Linked DNA regions of Ovis aries: region 1 is linked to region 2. Evidence: chromatin contacts called from public Hi-C data. All regions are on one chromosome and are shown on one strand. Each heading gives the region's core, a stretch centred on a gene start, on an enhancer-like site or on the middle of the called end of the contact. The rest is flanking DNA. Distances are from core to core; before and after follow the strand shown.

Region 1 (6,978 bases), core at 3,619-6,118, 160 kb before region 2:
ACTTAGGCTCTTTTAGGTCCTGCCTCCCTTTTGGGAACAGGGGTGGGCGGAGAGGAAGGAAGTGCCCTGCAACTACCAATATTTTCCTCTAGGAGGAGCCGCGCAGCCCAGATGAGAGTGACACGCACCAACTCCAACTCCTCGCCGGGGAACGCTTCATCCCAGCTCCGCGGAATGCCCGGCCGGGACGGCGCTCGGCGCCTCCGCAGCGGGTCTCGAACCGGCCTCCCTCAACTCCCGCTCCTCCTCGCTGCGGCCGCCCGGCTCCCGGGGGCGGCGGGCCGGGCCCGGCGTGACCCCTGGTGAACGGCGGCCGCCGGTTCCCACCCCTCCCCTCCCAGCCTCCCTTCCCGGCTCACCCCGCCCCCTCCCCCCTCCCCGAGCCTGACAGCTTGCGAGCCGCGGAGCAGGGCGCAGCCATGGGAAGAGGAGGCGGTCTGGGGAGCAGCGCCGGCGGCGGCGGCGGCAGCGGAGGCTGCTGCAGCGGCGGCGGCGGCGGCGGCGGCTGCTGAGCCGAGGCGGCGGCAGGGACCCGGGGGGCCGCAGGGCCCCGCGCCCTGGGCCCCAGCGCGGACGCGAACCGCGCTCTCTCTCCCGAGGCGAGGCTCGGAGGTACTGGAAGGGAGGTCCGGGATCGGGCTGTTACTTTTCCACTGTTGTGTCGGGGGGCCTGGGAGTGGAGCCTGGGACGCCAGTTGTTTATGAAAACTGGGGAATCTGTCTTACGTATTTACACTGATAATTTTTGTCCTGGTGACTTGGGGGTTGGCGGTGCGCCCCTCCTCCTCGCCAAGAAGTTGTTTTCAGCTGGTGGGTAGTTGTAACCCGATCCACGCTCTGGACGTGTGTATGTGTGTGTATTTCTGTAAGTTAGTGGGGGGCATCAGGGAGTTACGGGTGACAAGCGAACCACCCCACGCTGGCGCCTCCACCCACCCGTGTTTGCTGTGCCTGGAGGGGCTTCCTTCGAATCCAGTTTTGTTCAAGTCTTAGAAGTTTTGCGAGCGTTTCTGTTTGACACCATCGGTCAGCCAGGCTGGGGCAGGAACTGCAGAGGCTCGGTTGCTGAGCGAGGAGAGGTCCCAGGCTGCGCGCGGAAAGGGCAAGAGAGAGGAGGTGGTCCGGTTGTGCGCCTCTACCCCTCGCGCTGCTCCCCAAAGCGCACCACCCTTGGTGCGTTTGTGCAGGCTGCAGCCGGGACATTGGCACCGACGGAGCTGGGGCTAGAGTCACGGCCAGCAGTCCGCATGAGCTGAGGTGGGTGGAGATCGTGGCGAGCCGAGCTCCTCCAGTCCTGGACACACTTGTGGTTATGAAATCGACCAGGCTCAAAGTTTTGACAGAACTGCTCGAGGCAAGAGAGCCGCGGGTGAGTGGGATAGTGTCGGATCTGGGGTGAAAAGTCTGGCGGTGCTCAGTGGGAGGGTGCTGAACAGGGTCACCGACTTGCGGGTGCACAGGGAAGTCTATTTTGGGGTGAGTGCTTTGTATATAACCCGGAGCAGGGGGGTACGCCTGTTGGGGCCGCGCTGCGGGTGTCGGTGGCCGGTTGCGGGGTCTGCGTGCTGAATGGGTGTTTACGTGCGCGCTGTGAGTGTGCGCCCGTGTGTGCTCCTGGGGGTGGGGGGTGTGTCGGAGCCTGAGCCAGTAGGGTGTGCGGGGGCGTTGTGGGGAGGAGGCCGGAGAGGTTCGGCCCCTCTGTTTGTGCCGCCAGAAGACCTTGGATGGGACAGGGAAAGGTAACGGGAAGCCAGAGGGTTGGGAAGTCGCAGGAGTTGCTGAACGGGATTTAAGTACCACAGACTTTAAAATACTAATCCCTTTGCCATCCAAGGGCTGGTGGGAGAGGTTTCTGGAGCTCTCAGGAGACCTGCACAGGAGGACTGAGGGTCTAGGAGATGTGTGAATGTGTGGGTCCAGAAGCCCCGAGTCGCGGACGCAGTTTGGATCGGTGGATCTGAGATTCCCAGCGTGCAGTAGCCAGTCTGAGGAGTTTAGACTCCCTGGTGTGTGTGCCTGGAAAGGCACCCACCTTTCCTCACCGTGGCAGTTCTGTGCCCTGAGCAGTTGTTGTCATCTTGGAAGTCCTCTTCTCTGGGGATTCCAGGCTATATAGACTTTGCAGGTAACTAGTATTGAAACATTTCTAGAAATTAAAATGCTGGATAGAAACGAAATAAAATTTAGTGGACGAGAGTTGTTGGTTCCATCTTTTCTGTGATTGAGGATTGTTTCCTTCTGAGAAAAGCAGGGCTCAGTGTTGCCAGATTAGATTTCAAGAAGTCTGGGTCATTGATGGTTTCCCTTCAGATAGACTTTAGATGGAGCTGGAAGGATGTGTTTTAAGCCAGAGACCATTGGAAAACTTCATTTTTGGCTTAAGTATGTCCCATCTCTCATCTTCTTCCTCCCTCTTGTAAACTTCTTGCTTCACATGAGTCTAAGGAAAGTTGGTGAGTCAACATTCAGTTTTTCTTTTGGAGTAAATATATCACAGGGAAATTATAGTTTAAATCTCCTGAATAGCATGGACAACCAGCACTTCACAGGCAGAGGTGTGAAATGAAAATCTATAAATGCATTGACAAAGTGACGACACCAGTGCATTTTTTGTTTCAAACTGAGCATAACTTTGCCTGGAAAATATTTGTTCTAGGCAGAGTTTGGGGCTATGCTTTTGATTGTTAGTTTTTAAACAGCAGACTCCACATCATAAACTTTTAAAATGGATTCTATTATTAGACGCCTTCTCTGTGCTATCTCTGGTGCCTGTGTTAACAGATGTTTATAGTGCTTAGTAACCTATGGAATTGTCATATTGAGTATCTTGTTAGCTCAAGACATGTTTATAGCATAATGTAATAAATGAACCCTCGTTGCAGTCTGCTTCTGCCAAGCACATGAAGCACCCCAACATGGAAACAAATCTTAAAGTTGGTCCCACTTGGCAAACCTTTTTGGCTATCTGCTAGTAAGCATTGTTAATATAAAGACAGATCTGAGTGATACACTGAGAATAAGGCACAGCATAATGGTTAGCTTACTAAAAAGGCATGGGCTGTTTTTTTTAAATCTACTAACCTTAAGCTTCTGGACATTCCACTGGTAAACTGCACAATTCCAGAGTTTCGGTCTACTTTCAGAGAATACATTTTTTAAAAGTATGTCAATAATGAAAATAATTACTATTTTGTGTGTGTGTTCACATATGTCCATACAAATCACCTCTTTTTCTTTTTGAAAAAGAAAACCCTATAAATTGTGGTAGTGACTTAAATAATATGAGTTTTCAAATCACCTAATCATTTTCTGAATCTTGAGTTGATAAGAATCAAAGTGTTCTAAGGCTAGAGTCATACCTTTGCTAGCTGGGTAAACAAAGCAGTACAGGATGTCTTTTTGGTAAAGTGATTTTTTTTTAAACCTGGGACAGTATAAAGAATATACTCAATAACATGGTTGATTAGTATGATCACTGGCTTTAGAGGTAACTCGCTACCAAGGGCAAGAACCACCACTTCAGAGCCATCCCTATTAGTGGACCAGCTGAGCTCTTCTTGGAAATAATCAGATGAAAATCTTGCTTCCTCACTAGCCAGTCTTTTCTAGGAGAGATTCATGACTAGAAAGTTCTGCCTGTACTGAATCAACATTTTCTTCTGCTTACTGGCCCAAACTGGAACCACATACAGTGAATCTAATCTCTCATCCCTTCAAGTGCTGTATAGAGAACAGATAGCCTGCTCCTTCTTCCTGAATTCTTTTTCGCCTGCTCTCGGAGTTGTTCCTCACCCACTGTGGGGTGCCACACGTTTCTGCCCTGACCAATATGCCCTTGAGTCCACATTCTCACCATCTTTCCTAATGTATATCATCCGAAACATAGACGTGAAATCCCGAGTCCTGGACACTCTACATCTATTCAGTTCAGTTCAGTCGCTCAGTCGTGTCCGACTCTTTGTGACCCCATGAATCGCAGCACACCAGGCCTCCCTGTCCATCACCAACTCCCAGAGTTTACCCAAACTCATGTCCATCGAGTCAGTGATGCCATCCAGCCATCTCATCCTCTGTTGTCCCCTTTTCCTCCTGCCCCCAATCCCTCCCAGCGTCAGGATTTTTTCCAGTGAGTCAACTCTTCACATGAGGTGGCCAAAGTATTGGAGTTTCAGCCTCAGCATCAGTCCTTCCAATTATATCAGCTTAATATTCATGAGCTCTCTTAGCCATTTCATTACACTGTTCACTAATTTTAAACCTGTAAACAACTCATTTCTTTTCAGATTATTAATCATCCACAGTCAAAACATTATGATATAATAGTTTCAAGACTTTTTTTCATGCCTGAACTCCCAATGAGTCTGTGGAAAATGTAATACGGTGTAGGTGAATAGAATACTACATGCAGTGAATACAGCTCTCTCATTTCTTACTATCAAGGAATACCAGGCCCTGAATAGCAGATGTAGAATATTCTGAAAATGAGCAAATTGCAGCTGCGCATTACAGACAGGTAGAGATGACGTTGTGAGATATTCTTTTCTCAAGTGTGAGTTGGTAATCGCAGTCAGCATTTATTGAAGGCTTGTTCTGTCCAAGTCCTAGACACTATGCTATCTGGCCCTAAATGATGTGAAAGTACATCAGAGACACTTCCTCAGGCAACTGGGGTTGAAGATGTACAAATAGGACATGAACTGAGTCAACAACCTTGTCTTCCTCTGGAGATAAATGCTTCGTGATGCCGCAGGGAAGTCTGGAGCAGTTATATCTCAGTACTTAGGGAGCTCCCTGATACTCCTCACTTACCAAGTCCTCGCCTTGGAGAGAGGAAGCAAAGCTGATCCATACAGGAGAGAGGGTGTGGTGTAAAGGCAACAGCTTTGGGACCCATCTGAGCCCAGTTTGAGTCTGAACTGTACTACCAACATGCAAATTAACTCCACTGAGAATGACTTTTCTCCTCTGTGAATATTTTGTGCCTACTGCCAGTGAGTATTTTCTTCTCTGTGAGTATTTTTGTGCCAGGACAGAGGCGTTTCCACATGTAGCATTTACGACCTGGACTCAGTATTAGACACCTATCTGTTATGATTGATTTCTCTTTTGTGTATCCAGCTGAGGCTTCCCGACTAAATTATGAGTTTCCTCTGCCACCAGCTGAGAATATGCCACAGCTGAGACTCTTCTGTCTTCCGGCAGAAAGTGTTTATGCTTGATGATGATGACAGTGTTGTTTATATCAGCAAGTCTGGATGTGAAAGAAATGACCATTTCTTCTTGACAAAGAGAAAACTAACCTGTGATAGAGACTGACTTCTGGGCCTATCAGAAGATCCTACCTGTGCACAAACTTCAGTCAGGACAAGGGGCCCTGCGAGCCTTGTGCATGCCCTCCCCCTCGTGTGTGTGTGTGTGTGTGTGTGTGTGTGTGTGTGTGTGTGTGTGTGCAGTAACAGTCCTCACCCATCCCCCTTGCTTTAAGGTCTCCATCCATATTACATTTTCTTCCTTGCTTTATTCTTTCCTCATTTAAAGGGAGGAAATAATCAATGATAAAATGCATTTTTTGAAGTTCAAAAATCTATTTCATTGTAAAGACCTGTGTGGAAAAAGAAGCTGAAAAAGATATATGTAATATGTATATCTGAACCACTTTGCCATACACTTGAAAGTAACGCAATACTGTAAATCAGCTATACATCAGTAATAACAATTTTTTAAATCAATTTCACTACTCCCTACCTCTTATTCACCCTCCTCCCTCAAATATAGCAGGTCTACTGATAAGTACTTGAATATATAATTTCTAAACCAAAGTTCTGCTTTTATATTAGAAACCTGCCAGTTAGGATGACATAATGTGAAATAAAGTAGGTGTCAGGAAACCTAGGTCTCCTCACCTCTGCTTCTAATAGGCTTTGTAATTTTTGAAGACTACTTAACTTTCTTGAGCTTCATATTTCTCACAAGTTAATAACAAATAAACAACAAAAAGAGAGGAATTATCAAGATGATCTCAGGATTTTTTGCAGAGCTATATTTGCATCCATTAAATTATTGAATTTCTCTCAGATCTTTTTGGGCTTTGCTTGAACATCTGTGAAGTGAAGTGAAGTGGCTCAGTCATTCCCGACTCTTTGCGACCCCATGGACAGTAGCCTGCACCAAGCTCCTCCATCCACGGGATTTTCTAGGCAAGAGTATTGGAGTGGGTTGCTGTTTCCTTCTCCAAGGAATCTTCCCGACCCAGGGATCGAACCCAGGTCTCCTGCATTGTAGACAGACGCTTTACCCTCTGAACCACCAGGGAAGTAGGAACACCTATTTCACTCATTTTCAGTCTCTTAGTCTACTTCTTACATATCTGTCTTCCTTGCTAGGCTCTGGGATTCTCAAGAGCACAAAATAAATGTGATTCATTTTTTTATTGTTTCACTCTGCTGAATGCTGTAGACACAGCCATGTGGAAAGAGTGTTAATTGACTTAATGTGGGCTGCCTTGGACAGTCAAGCTATAATTTATATCATTTATTTAACAGTGTGCAACAATTTTGGATATAAGCATCAGGAAATACTGTTTAATGATTCTCTTCCCTTACCATTAATTTTTAAAAATAAATTATGTAAAACAGATAAAAATGTAATCACAACCATGCTTCCAGCTCCCAGTCTAATGCAGGAGGTCTTCCTGAAGTAGTTTCTTTTCTTTTGTTGTTGTTTTTTCTTTGAGCTAAATAAATTCCATAAAGAGTACCAGACTCTTAAAAGAAGGATGACAGAGAGGGTCATTGCTTAGTCTCAACTTCCTTGTTGGGTGTTTCTTACTACCTTTTAATATAGGCAATTGAACCCTTAGGTCAGGTCCCCATTTCACTGAATAATGATTCATAGGAAGGCGATGATTTTGTCTAATTGTTGGGCTGTGTGTTTTTAATTAGCCTCTCACCTTCAAATACTCCGTTCCCAAATCAGTAG
Region 2 (7,351 bases), core at 4,385-6,884:
CCCTCCTCTGTGGCAGGCCAGCCGCAGAAGTGTGACCCCTGATTCTGTCGCCCTCCTTCATCTTTCTCACTCACAGACTACCACTGACCATTCTCCTGCTTCCTGGAGCACCAGAGACGCGGCTGAAGATGGGTCTAAGGCCTTGCTGGGGTGTGTATGTGTGTTAGTCACCCAGTTGTGTCGGACTCTTTGTGACCCCATGGACTGTATCCTGTAGGCTCCTCTGCCCGTGGGATATCCCAGGCAAGAATACTGGAGTGGGTTTCCATTTTCTCTTCCAGGGGATCTTCCCAACCCAGGAATTGAACCCCAGTCTCCTACATTGCAGACAGGTTCTTTATTGTCTGAGCCATAAGGGAAGCCCCCTTGCCATCATAGCTTTTTCTTAGTCCTCTCTCCGTTCCTGTTCCACATATACCTTGGGCTTGGCCATCAATCATTCTTAGAGTTTGATGAAATCATTTGATGAAAATATTGTTTATAAAGGTAAAGAACAGAATTGAAAAGACACTGGAAATAGTCATGCGCTGGAGTAAACTGAAGCCAACAGTCATGGTTCCCAGACTCACCACCACAAGGCAGCCTCGCTGGGATTTGGTTTCCCTAGCTGTCCATGGGGTTTTTTAATCTTCTCGCACACAGGCTTGCTGTAAGGAGTGAAAGGTTAAGGGAGATTGTGTCTGTATGGCCCTCGGAAAACCATAACTTGCAATCCATACTCTAGCAATTTCAGTTACTTCTGCCCCTTCTTTTTCTGAAGACAAGTTACTAGAGGGATAGACAAGTTTACTGTTATTTTGAAGGCGGCTTCAGGCTTATTTTATGTCAGTGAAATTAGTTTTCTGAGAGTTGGAAGGGATTTTAGACACTCTAATGAGGCCAACCCTGGCTGTTACAGAATAAGCTGGGACTTTTTTTGAAAAATACAGATTCATAAGCTCTGTATCCAGAGATTCTGATGCAGAAGCCCGAGATTGATGTCCTGGAGTTTTATCTGTTTTCATATTGTGTGTGTGTGTGTGTTTTAGGAAAACTCCAAACATGAATCTGAAGATCAGCTGGTTTGGAAAACCTTCTTCCAGCTTCCTCTAGTGCTGGGCTCTTTCTCCTTCCATCCCTGGCTTCACTTAGAAATGGAAAACCATTAATCACTCAAGCTCTCATCTTTTCCACTCAGTTGAATTGCCCCTTTGCACCCCCCCACCCCCATTACTTGGCACCCCACCTTGACAGCTGCTCCTGCCAAGCACTGACATTGATCCATTGGGACATCCTCTCCCTTCCACCTGCTGCCCTCTAGTGGAGGTGCTGAGAAGCAACTAAATGTTTAAATGAGAGCCACCAGGGGTTGGCCGGTCTGAGTGGCCAGTCCTCTAGGAGATATCCACAGACCACAGCTATGAGAGGAATCATTAGGATAGCCTCAAGTTTATGGGACACCCCTTGCACATGACTTATATTCAGAGCAGAACTGTATAAAGACCCTGGCATCTATTTATGGGTTCCCCCTCCTCACCCCCAGGTTTCGGAAATCTACCTGGCAAAGATTGTCCTTGGGATATTTTTACTTCTTTGGCCCCTCCCTTCTATCATTTACCCAAATCCTATTTCTTGCAGAAGGAGTTGATTCCTCCCCACCTCCCCAAACGTTTGGATTTTTTAAATTTTGAAAAAAAAAAAAAAAAGGAAGGATATATTTTTTTAAATCCTTACACTTTAGAAACTTCCAGTCACTAGATTAAAGGGACAGACATGAACTCAGCATTAAGTGTAAGCAACACCTAGGTAACTGTGCTCACCCTGCATCCCACAGACACCCTGGAAGGTGTATGTGGTAATCCTCTTTACCCAGGAGGACCCGAAGCCAAGAGAGCTCAAGAAGGTTGTGGTTTGTCACACAGCAGAACCCAGGTCTGTCTGATGGCCAGCCCCTGTATGTTCCTTTAATGTGCTCGCCACCTCCAAGCAGTGCTTGTTTAGTGCTTAGATTAATGGTACAGAAATCATAACTTGCAATGGTTGTTGCTATTGTTCGGTTGCTAAGCCGTGCCTATTTGCAGCACCATGGACTGCATCATGACAGGCTTCCCTGTCCTTCACCATCTCCTGGAGCTTGCTCAGACTCATGTCCATTGAGTTGATGGTGCCATCCAACCATCTCATCCTCTGCTGCCCCCATCTCCTCCTGCCCTCAATCTTTCCCAGCATCATGGTCTTTTCCAGTGAACTGGCTCTTTGCATTACGTGGCCCCAGTATTGGAGTTTCAATATTGGAGTGAATATTCACAGTAACTTCCATGGTAAATTATATTAAATCTCATGTTCAGTTCAGTTCAGTTGCTCAGTCATGTCCAACTCTTTGCAACCCCATGAATCACAGCACATCAGGCCTCCCTGTCCATCACCAACTCCCGGAGCCCACCCAAACCCATGTCCATCGAGTCAGTGATGCTATCCAACCATCTCATCCTCTGTAGTCCCCTTCTCCTCCTGCCCTCAATCTTTCCCAGTATCAGGGTCTTTTCAAATAAGTCAGCTCTTCACATCAGGTGGCCAAAGTACTGGACTTTCAGCTTCAGCATCAGTCCTTCCAATAAACACCCAGGACTGATCTCCTTTAGAATGGACTGGATGGATCTCCTTGCAGTCCAAGGGACTCTCAAGAGTCTTCTCCAACACCACAGTTCAAAAGCATCAATTCTTCGGCACTCATCTTTCTTCACAGTCCGACTCTCACATCCATACATGACCACTGAAAAAACCATAGCCTTGACTAGGCGGACCTTTGTTGGCAAAGTAATGTCTCTGCTTTTGAATATGCAGTCTAGATTGGTCATAACTTTCCTTCCAAGGAGTAAGCATCTTTTGATTTCGTGGCTGCAATCACCATCTACAGTGATTTTGGAGCCCAGAAAAATAATCTCATGTTACTGTATTCATAGTAAGTTCATTCTTTTCCTTTAATGAATGTTTAATAATCAGTGTATCCCTCCACCATCTTCAGTTCCTCATGTCAGTACTCTTGCATCTAGAATTATTTAGCAAAGGAACTTGGCAGGTGGGTGAGTTTGGGAGGAGGTGAGGACAGCAAAAGCCACAAAAGTGTTAGAAATTTGAGATTGGCTATCACAGCAGATACAGTATATTCCTGCAGGCTTCAGTGAAACTAAATAGTTGTCTGTATTAACCAGCAGAGCAGAACTCAGAGGTCAAACACTGATAGAAACTCTGTGTGTGTGAGTGTCCATCCAGCTCCCATAGGATCCTGCACGAGTGCTATATCAGCATGAATGTACCCCTTTTGTAGTGGTGGTTTTCCACTCTTTAACCTTGATTGTGAATATCTAGGTAAGTGATTTTTTTATCAATATTTTTCTTAAGGGACAAAACAATAGATTTCATTTGACTCATTTTTCTGTCCCTTGTATATCACTATTATTGGAATGCTGTCATACAGTCTATTTAACATCTTAACTGGAAGGTATGTGTATGTACACACCCACCCACCCACCCATCCTGAACTGCCTTTTCCCCTGCAATGATAGAAAATACAGCTCTGTGTAGATAAGAGAATTATAGTGTGAAAAGAACAATACTTAGGATGTGGACTCCAGTTCCCTGCTGTCCTGCCACTTTAAAATTTTGTTTCTTTGTCAGGGTGAGTAAACCAAAGTGAGCCTGGTAAAACCAGAATTCTACTGCATATAGTCAGCTGACCAGGCTCATCTGAAGGATTCCTCACAGTCTTTCCAGCTCTCTGAGCTGTATCTTCATTTGTGCTGTCACAAGCTTGAAAAGAAAGGTGGAGAGTGGTCAGTAAGGTTGAAAGAGAGGGGATGTGTCTAGATAAGCTCGCCGACCTAACCTGCCCTGTGTCACGGGGGTTGTGTAACATGGAGCCCGTCAAGCAGACTGTGCAGAGAACAGAGTGCATTTGATCTCCTCCAAGGCAAGGACGCAGGATTTAAGGGTTCAATCCCTGGACTGGGGAGATCCCCTGGAGGAGGAAACCCACTCCAGGATTTTTTCCTGGAAAATCCCATGGACAGAGGAGACTGGCGGGCTACAGTCCAAAGGGTCGCAGAGTCAGACAACCGAGCAACTAAGCACAAGCACTTCTAGCACCTGTATGCTATGTGACCTCAGTGAAGTTACTTCACCTCTCTGTGCCTTAGTTTCCTCATGTAAGGTGGGACAATTACAGTGCCTAACATAGAGGGTTATTGTGAACATTAAATCAGTTAATACATGTAAGAACTTAAAACCTCTCTAGCATATAAACACTCAATAGACATAAGCTCTTATTGTTATGAAACTAAAGGAAGAGAACCCAAAAGTCATACGGTTTGGTGAAATATTGATCATATTTCCTTTCTTCCTTCTCCTCTGCCTTTTTCTGATCCCACTTTGCTCCCCTCCCAATACACCCTTGCCTATTTCTCTTCCTTTCAACTTAAGAATTTTCAGCAAAAACGTTTAGAACAGAAGAGATGTGCCAGTTGGAGGGCAGGAAGCTTTTTGATAATCGAGTGTACCTTTCAGCTAAAGTGGCTGCCTCCAACAGTAATGGGCTGTATGGCAACAGAAAGCTTGTTTCCTAAGAAATGGGTTTAACTTTTTGATTGACTCAGTGATAAAATAGGACAGCTGGACTCAGATCTCTAAAAGACGAACACCCTGGGCCTGTCACCGTGCTTTTAGGAGAGACATTCACTCTGAAAGCCCATTTGTCTTACTTCATCAGTGTTTTGCTTTTGTTGCTATATTTTGTACAGGTCATTCGCAAGAAAGCACCATGGAAATCCAAATCTAAGAGCAGAGTTACCCCTCAGGCCGTCAGTGCCTGCCACGTGTCTCTCCCTAGTGGCAGAGATCCTCGCCCTTCCTTACCAAGGCCCCACTGACCTCAAAGGGCCCTTTTTGTCAGGCCATAAAGTTCGTCTGAGCCAGAGCGCTGGGATTCCAGCCAAAGCTGAATGAAGGTGCAAAATGTCTGACTAAAAAAAGCTCGAACACGTGGCATTGGGTATCGCAGATAAATTTGTTGGAGAAATGGTTTATAAATAACATGCAAAGGGAAGAGGGTCAACATATTGAGTTGCTGTCTGATCCTTGAGGGACATCTTTTCTAATACTAAATCCCAAAGTGATAACACACTGGAAAAAAACGGGCTTCCTGAGTAAATGAACTCCACACAGGCTTCTTTTTTTCTTATCAAGATGTTTGTAAGTTTAGCAGTAAGCATTTTAAAAGAGGGTTGCTTTTATTTGGAATACGCTGCAAAACATGGATATCATTTCAAAACAAATGAAAACAGAAGAAACAAACCCCAGGAAGGCGATGTGCTCTTCTGAGCATGGTCTAAGGCTAGGAGGCTGCAGAAACTGAAATATTTAGGGCTCTTACTAAAATGGTCTCCTCCTCCTCCAAATTAAGCATCGTCACAGGAGGACGGATGGACTCAAGACAGAAGGAATGAGGGGAAAAGGAGATCAGTGACTTGGGAAAGTTTTCTTTTTCTCTGCCTCTTTCTGTTTTTGGTTTTGTTTTGTTTTCCCTTGTCAAAGCCAGAAGGGATCTGAATTCTGCTCCAAACTCCCAAGACCAGAGGGTCAGGGTGGGCCACTCAGCGGCTGGAAGCTGTGATCTTATCACTAGTTGAACCCCTCCCCCTTCCTCCCTGGGAACCTTGTGCAAACACAACTGCCTGGTCTTCCTGTTCAGTGGCAAAGGTTTTGCTCCCTTCTCTTTTTATTTGGGAATGTGAACTTTGGGGGATATGTTTTGCTGCCTTTTTTTTTTTTTAAGAAACAGATTTGCTGCCATAAATCCATTCCCTGGCACAGGAAGACCAGAGCTAATTAAAGAACAAGATGAGATGCTTAGACAAGTGGGGCCACATGCCTTTCCCTGGGGCTGGACCATGTTCTCTGTGTACCGTCACCTCTTCTCCCCACCCTACCCCACCTCCATCTCCACCATACTTTGTGGTTATATGTCTACCCCTGACTGTGAGTTTTAATCTCCCAGGAGGGTAACCCACTGGCTCAGGGACAATCTTCTAAGATGTGAATGCACTTGTCTTCTCTCTTTGCATAAATATCTGTCTTTGCCAGAGAGGACTGAGTTAGAGTAAGGTTTTCAGTGTTCAACTGTGTATTGTTTAAAATCATGATAATTTGCTGTCTGCTTTGAATCTCATTTTTGAAATCAAAATGATGCTTGGACTCAGATCCTACTGATGCAGCTTCCAGGGAGTCAGGGAAGTTTGAGCCCAGGCTTTGCCAGTGAGATGTCACGCAGTGATGCAGGCTGGTAAAGGGGTACTTTTGCAAGAGAATTGCAAGCTGGGAACTTTACCTTTTCTCCAAATAATTTTGGAGAATTTTAGTTCATTTCAGTCCATTAGTTGAATCTAATGAGATCTGTTAGATTGGAAACCCTGTCCCCCTTTTTTCCTCCAGAACAGAATTACCAATTATTTTTCATCTATGGACATGACAAATCCATATGCATGTCCCCACTTTGCAGGGGCTCTTCTATCAAAACGTTTATTGCAAAACCAAATTCAAAACCTTGCAACCTGCCCTTGAAAATCATGACCCAGGCTGTTTAGAATTCTGTAATTTACTTCTTGGGTCATTTGTTTAACCATCTATGAATTCACTTATAATTATTCAGAAAACAGGAATAGCTTTTACTTACAGCATAGCATGAGAGACTATGTCCCTTGCCTCACTGAAACAGAAACATTTGATGAACAACATTCTACTAAACAGCCAGATAATCCTTTCATGAAGGGAAGTGAAGTGCATTTCCAATAATGATTTGTTCTTAATGAATCCATGCTGGTTCCAAGTGACCCATGGTTTCCTTTCTGGACTCAGAAACCAACAATTCATTCTAGCATGTTGCTGGGGATTGAAGCTAAAGGTATAGGTTAAGAATGTGCCCTTTTAACTTATTCAAGCTTTGCAATATCCTGTTTTTTCCTCTGAAGATCCTCATAAATGAACTCATCATTAGCTTTGGGATTATGCTTATTGTTCATTGGCTTTAGACTTCAGTTTTATTAACTTCATTTATTCGGTACACTTCAGTCTTCATGTTACTACCCTTCACTGAGAAAAAGAAAATTCTATACAAATTTCCCTTTGCTTTCTTCTTTTCTGAGTTATCTGTTCTTATTGTTTTCATAGTGTTTTATAGTTTTCTGAGAAGAGACAAAATATCTCAAGTTAGAGCTTTACCTTATAAGTGTGAAAGTTCTAAACTATCAATTATTGCATCAGCTTTTTAAAAAATGGTCTGTAGTCTCCCTGTCTCTCTTTCTCTGTGTGTACACATATA

The links. A called contact is a pair of places that touch in the nucleus more often than the background predicts.
Region 1: a Hi-C map of hypothalamus shows a contact between it and region 2, with 3 times the contacts expected there. The contact joins two enhancer-like sites. A contact is called at or near these places in 4 of 16 Hi-C or Micro-C datasets (hypothalamus, mixed tissues, muscle and 1 more).

What each region holds. Positions count from the first base shown.
Region 1 is chr16:32,359,576-32,366,553 of ARS-UI_Ramb_v3.0, reverse strand. It overlaps a transcript of GHR not described here. Among named protein-coding and RNA genes, the nearest start is that of GHR, 110 kb to the right of the region's middle. Within about 2 kb of position 4,868, at least 3 of the 54 cell types and tissues checked have an H3K27ac peak or open chromatin away from gene starts, as enhancers often do.
Region 2 is chr16:32,204,579-32,211,929 of ARS-UI_Ramb_v3.0, reverse strand. The region is part of intron 2 of GHR (growth hormone receptor); the gene reads left to right. Among named protein-coding and RNA genes, the nearest start is that of GHR, 40 kb to the left of the region's middle. Within about 2 kb of position 5,634, at least 5 of the 54 cell types and tissues checked have an H3K27ac peak or open chromatin away from gene starts, as enhancers often do.